Regions from separate parts of the Mus musculus genome. Here region 1 is linked to region 2. Evidence: chromatin contacts called from public HiCAR-type data. All regions are on one chromosome and are shown on one strand. Each heading gives the region's core, a stretch centred on a gene start, on an enhancer-like site or on the middle of the called end of the contact. The rest is flanking DNA. Distances are from core to core; before and after follow the strand shown.

Region 1 (2,707 bases), core at 79-2,578, 130 kb after region 2:
GAGAAACACTGCACACATAGACATTTTCCTTTAAGGACCTGAGAGATCTAGACAAGAGAAGAAGTGCCCAGCTTGGTTCTACTATGTTTGGTGTAGGCAGTTAGTCAGGAGCATGAGCCTGGTTTCCATAGTTTGATGGTTAGGTTAGACTGGATTGCTCTTTCTGTCCCCAAACGCTGACACATGGGTTTCTAAAACACAACTCTGCCCTTAAGACATAGCTTGCCATCCAAGGAGTCATTCCAGATTCATTGTGAGAAACAGTAGGTAGCAGGAGGAAGGATATTAGTGACACTGGTTGTGGAGGCCTGTGTCACACTTCCCAGTTCATAATCTGCAGGGCCAAAGGTGCCATTCTCTTCCCTTTCAGTGTGCCTCATGGGGCATCTCTCAAGTGGTTCCAGACTCAGGATTAGTAAGGCAGAGATGCAGAGCAGCATGACACTCTCTCTTCTCTAAGTTTCCTATGAGCGTTTCACAGACTTAAGTGATTACTGTCAATCACTGGTAACCATGTATACACACACAAAAAAAAAATGTTACCGGGAAATAACCATCAAAATCTGACTGTATTATTTAGACCACGAGACAAAGTGTTTGCCGCTAGGACTGATGGAGAAAATCACTGCAGGTGTAGTTCCCATAGTATTTAAGAAGCTCTAATATAACGCTCACATTGGTTTACTGTAATTACAGTGGATTAGTTCACATTCTTCAGACTCACTTTGCTGTGTAAAATGAGAAGTTCAGGGCCCTGCTCTCCAAAAAGCCCTTCCAGGGTGAAGTCTAAGTAGCTGATCTCAACACAGTCTACAGAGATCTGATGCTTTTCCTGTACCGTCCACCATAGAATTACTGCCGGCTCTCTACCATTCTACTTTCTACTTATAATTTAGGTATTTTTCCATAGCAATAGGCTTCCATGTAGTTTCTTGTCAAAGACTGTGAGATCATTATGTGTAGCCCTCTATTATGGGAACCTCAAGGTGTTTGGTTTAAGCCAAAGCTACTTAGCTGGCTGTGGCCTTCTGAGTGGTGGAGTGCTTGCCTGGCATGTGTTTCACTATGATCAGATTCTCATCTTCACACTGCACAAAGTCCCTGCTCTCAAGAACCTCATCCTTGGGGGTAAGACAGGCAGCATGAAAGTATAAAACTTCCATATTTGGTGTGGAATGCAACCCAGTGGTAGAGGACTTGCTTAGCATACATAAGATTCTGGGTTTGATCCCTGACAGCCCCAGACCAACAGTCTGATAATGACAACTCACAATACAGACTGGGAGATATCATTTGTAGTATATCCAATACAGTCAGCTTCCCTAATGAGTTCCTGTGAACAATTAAGGGGAAAACCTAAGTGAACAAAGAGAGGTGAACAGTCACTTAGCATAAGAGGGTAACAGAGGCACATGAAGATACTTCTAACAAATGCAGATTAAAGTCCTAATGAACAATTGCTGGATAGCCTTGGGGCTAATTATATTTGATGTTAATTCGGTTCTCCTGAGAGGGGTTGTGAACAAAAACTGAGTCAGCACTCAGGTGATTTCCTGTAAACCTGCTTCCCTCCTTAATTTGTAAAATAAAGAAGAGCTGATGACTGAGCAGATAAAAGGGAAGGTGGAGCTGAAGGTGGGAAAGAGAAGAAGGAGAAAGTGGACAAGGGAGAAGATGCGGAGGAGGAGGAGGAGGAAGAAAAGCAGAGCGGGAGCACATGGCCTGGAGAAACTGCAAGTTCTAAGGGGCCTCATAAATGTAGAAGATGGTAGTGTAGCAGAGATCTGCCCAATCTAGATGCACAGCATGTAATTATATTAACTGTGTTGTGTTTTCATTGCCGGGGCTTATTTGGGATGGAGAGTTACACAACAATGATAAGCAGATAAGCAGAGGATCGAGTCATTCCTGGAGATGGTGAAGGTGCAACATAAAAGCACCTTCTATTGGGTCAGAAGACAGTGTAGCAGGACCATCTAAACTAAAACATGCATCTTCCTTATGATTGTGGTACTGACTAGAGTTGCTTGGGAAGAGGGAACATCAATTGAGAAAATGTCCTCAACAGATTGGCTTTTGTCTTGACCAATGATTGATGTGGGAGGGCCCCTCTCCTATGGTTGGTGCCACCCTTGCACTGGTGGGTTTGAGTGTTATAAAAAGGCAGGTTGAGAAAGCCATGAGAAGCAACTCAGTAAGCAGCACTCCTCTTTGGTCTCTGCTTCAGTTGCTGACTCCAGGTTCCTGGCCAACCTCCTCAGGAAGACAGACTATAAGCCAAAGGGTGAAATAAATCTGTTTCTTCTCACGTTGTTTTTGGTTGTAGTGTTTTAACACAGCAATAGAAACCAAGGATAACCATCAATACCATTATTGGAACAAATGAGTCTTTATGTCCAAAACTAGGACAAAAATCAGACTACCCAGAAATGTTATACTTACAATATATTTTTTAAAAAGTACAGTGGGCAAGTCAAATATATATTAGTGATATATAGAATAAAGTATGGGATAGTTAGGCACTGAATTGCTGCATAGCAATGACAAGCATGGTCCCATAGTCAATATACTGAGTGAGACTGAAGAGTACAGATAAGGATTCTTTGTGTTTCAGATTACATGAAGCTTAGTGAGAAGCCCTGTCAATCTAGCATGGTGGAACTCAGCAGTCACAGGCAAGAGCTGGCAAGGAGCATAGCTGCCTTCT
Region 2 (2,700 bases), core at 35-2,534:
TTTTCTTTACCAAAAAAGCACATACAGCTATAAACTCAATGCTTTGCTTCCAGGCAATTCTCACTTAGAAATAAATGAGGCATCTCTTTGTATTTGGACTGAGCCTACAACTTGACGTCTTCCACGGATTAAAGTCATTGTCTCTGTCTACCAAAAGGGGAGAAAAATATTAACTCTTCCAAAGGAGCACAGCTTGTACAACATCATGAATAGAAAGCCATGTTTACCACACTTCACCTTAAGGTGGTATACACTTGGCTCAGGGACTGGGTATTTGCATGTTAGCTGGTAGGCTTCTGGGAAAAGGCTGCATTCTGAGGACTCTGACCAATCAAGACATTAGTCAGTCCATTGATAGTCTTATAATACTGCAGCATTACTGGGAAGTGGTGGAAGGTAGGAAATGGGGTCTAAATGGATGAAGAAGGAAACTAGGGGTCTGCTCTGGAGAGACCAGCCTTGTCACCTGGCCCCTTTTACCTGCCTCTGGACCACTGTGATCTGAATGACTTAACTGTGGGGTGCATGCCCATCAGCAATGATGCTCTCTTTCACCTCAGGCTCGGGTACATGCAGCCAGCTGATCACAAAATGAAACCTTTAAAACTAAAAGCCAAAATACAATCTTCCTCCTTAGCTGCCGGATTCAGCTCCTTGTGTCAGGCATCCCCATCATAGTAAGGAAAATATAACGAACACACACAATCAAGAGGAAATGGTAGGCAACTTGAAGACCTGTTAGTCACAGAAACAGAGCAATGACAGTGGCTTGTGAAGAGGCTGAGGATAGTAGCCCTCTTGTTTAAAAAAAAAAAAAAAAAGTAAATGCAGGCTCCCTAGAAAGGTCCTTTACAATGCTAATTAGCCCCCACCCCCCAACAGTTAGTATTCTTGTCCCACTGGCTCAGGTTCCCAACATATCAAACCCTGGATGGATTGAAACCATACTGGAGCTCACAATCCAAACATTCCCTGAATATGGTGCCAGCTTGCTACCCAAAGCTCTCTCACAGTATCGGTCCCTTTCTCAAAATATTCACTGGCTTCTCCTACTGGCCCAGAAGTTCAAATTCCTCAGCCTGATACTCAGGGTCCTCCAAGAGCTGGCTCCAGTAGACTCCCCCAACCCTATCTCCTATCAATTCCTTCTGCAGCTCAACCTTTCTCCTCCCTATCCCTGAAACTATCCTACCTTTGTTCCCAGTGCTCCCTCATTAGCATGCATTCCAGCTCTTCCCCACCTATTCAAATTCTACCCATTCCCTAAGGGCTCAGATTCCACCTCGGCCTTGAAGCTCTGCCAGAACCTAGCAAGCTGAAGAGCTCTTTCTTCTGAACTCTGAGGGCACTCTTGTTTGCACCAGTGGCTCCTAACCTTCCTGAGAATGAAGCCCTTTTTATGACACCAAAATATTTCAGAACCCAAGGATAGCTTCTTTCTAATCTCCTGATGGAGAAAGTACAGGGTCACAAGACATGCTGTGAAACTACTGACACAAGCTTCACATTTGAGCAGATATAGCAGATGTACACAGGAAAAGGCTGGCCATGTGACTTGCTAATGGCTCACCAAATACACAAATTTGGCTCTATACACAAAACAGTGTTCTCACCTTCAGCTAGCACTCTCCTGCTCTGCATCGTGGTCTGAAGGTCTTAGTCTCCAAAAGCTATTTTGGAACATTATTGTCCTTCAGGTTTTTGCCAAAAGTCAGAATTTGTATCTCCCTCAATGAGACCATGAGCTCCTTAAGTCAGGGTCAGCTGATATTCTTGAACTGCTGAGTTCCTTTTCAATGCTTTGTGCGCAGTAAAAACTTTGTTCTCCCCTTCTATCCCCAATATTGTCTGAAGAAATTTACAAGAGTGTAGAAAGGCAGGAGGACCACCAGGTGACTCACCATAACCGACCACTTGGAGTCACTAATTAATATTTTACTGTTGTGCTCAGCTGACTGAGCTAGGAGTCTGCTAAGCTTTCCTATATCTGTCCTCAAAAAGAAGAAGAGGAAGAAGGAGGAGGAGGAGGATGAGGAATAATAATCTCGTTCATCTATCCTCAAATAAGTTGTGTATGTCAAAGATTTCTTCTAAACAGTTCATCATTCACATCGTTAACATGCATGTTTGTTTATGGCTCCTTCCTTTTTTCAGTAGAATTATCCAGATTGTAAGGTCCAGGTTTTAAATGTGTCCTTCAATGATTTCCAACAGACACCAGCCTTTAGAAACCAAAGGGCAAGCTAAATATTCCCTTTAGCTTGCTATAAGGGATATATAACATAATGGTAAAAAAAGAAAAAGCCCCATGCTAAGAATTTAGCATGTAATACAGCAGTCTCCATTTCTGACATAAGCAATGTCTTGTGTAGCTTTTAGAATGGAGAAGTAATAATTCATTACATAGTTGTGATGTGTTGAGCACCTCTTGTGTGGCCAGTATGTACTGAGCACTTTACAAGCCAGCCATAGCTCCTCTACTCCCCCATGGCAAGCATAAAGAGCATGTATTAGACTTGTGTCCTTTCAAAGATGTGAAAATTGCAGCCTAAAAATATTCCGTAACAGCCTGAGAGATCACATGGCTGGTTTCTCACTGTTGCAGTTAATTTCTCTTCTATAAACCTGCTGAAGAGTGTAAGGTTTCTCGAGCAGAGCCTTCTCGTCCTGGACTGCTCCTCTCTAGAGCTAGAGATAACC

The links. HiCAR-type assays count read pairs that join an accessible place to other places.
Region 1: a contact with region 2 is called in a HiCAR-type map of embryonic stem cells, with 2.4 times the contacts expected there. The contact joins two enhancer-like sites. A contact is called at or near these places in 1 of 484 Hi-C or Micro-C datasets (MC3T3-E1-derived osteoblasts), 2 of 115 datasets of contacts at active chromatin or transcription factors (both in embryonic stem cells) and 1 of 9 other capture datasets (adipose tissue).

What each region holds. Positions count from the first base shown.
Region 1 is chr1:14,419,778-14,422,484 of GRCm38.p6, forward strand. No RefSeq gene overlaps it. Among named protein-coding and RNA genes, the nearest start is that of Eya1, 110 kb to the left of the region's middle. Within about 2 kb of position 1,329, at least 4 of the 459 cell types and tissues checked have an H3K27ac peak or open chromatin away from gene starts, as enhancers often do. A contact at or near this core is called in embryonic stem cells, where this site is marked.
Region 2 is chr1:14,291,212-14,293,911 of GRCm38.p6, forward strand. The region is part of intron 3 of Eya1 (EYA transcriptional coactivator and phosphatase 1); the gene reads right to left. Among named protein-coding and RNA genes, the nearest start is that of Eya1, 18 kb to the right of the region's middle. Within about 2 kb of position 1,285, at least 31 of the 459 cell types and tissues checked have an H3K27ac peak or open chromatin away from gene starts, as enhancers often do. A contact at or near this core is called in embryonic stem cells, where this site is marked.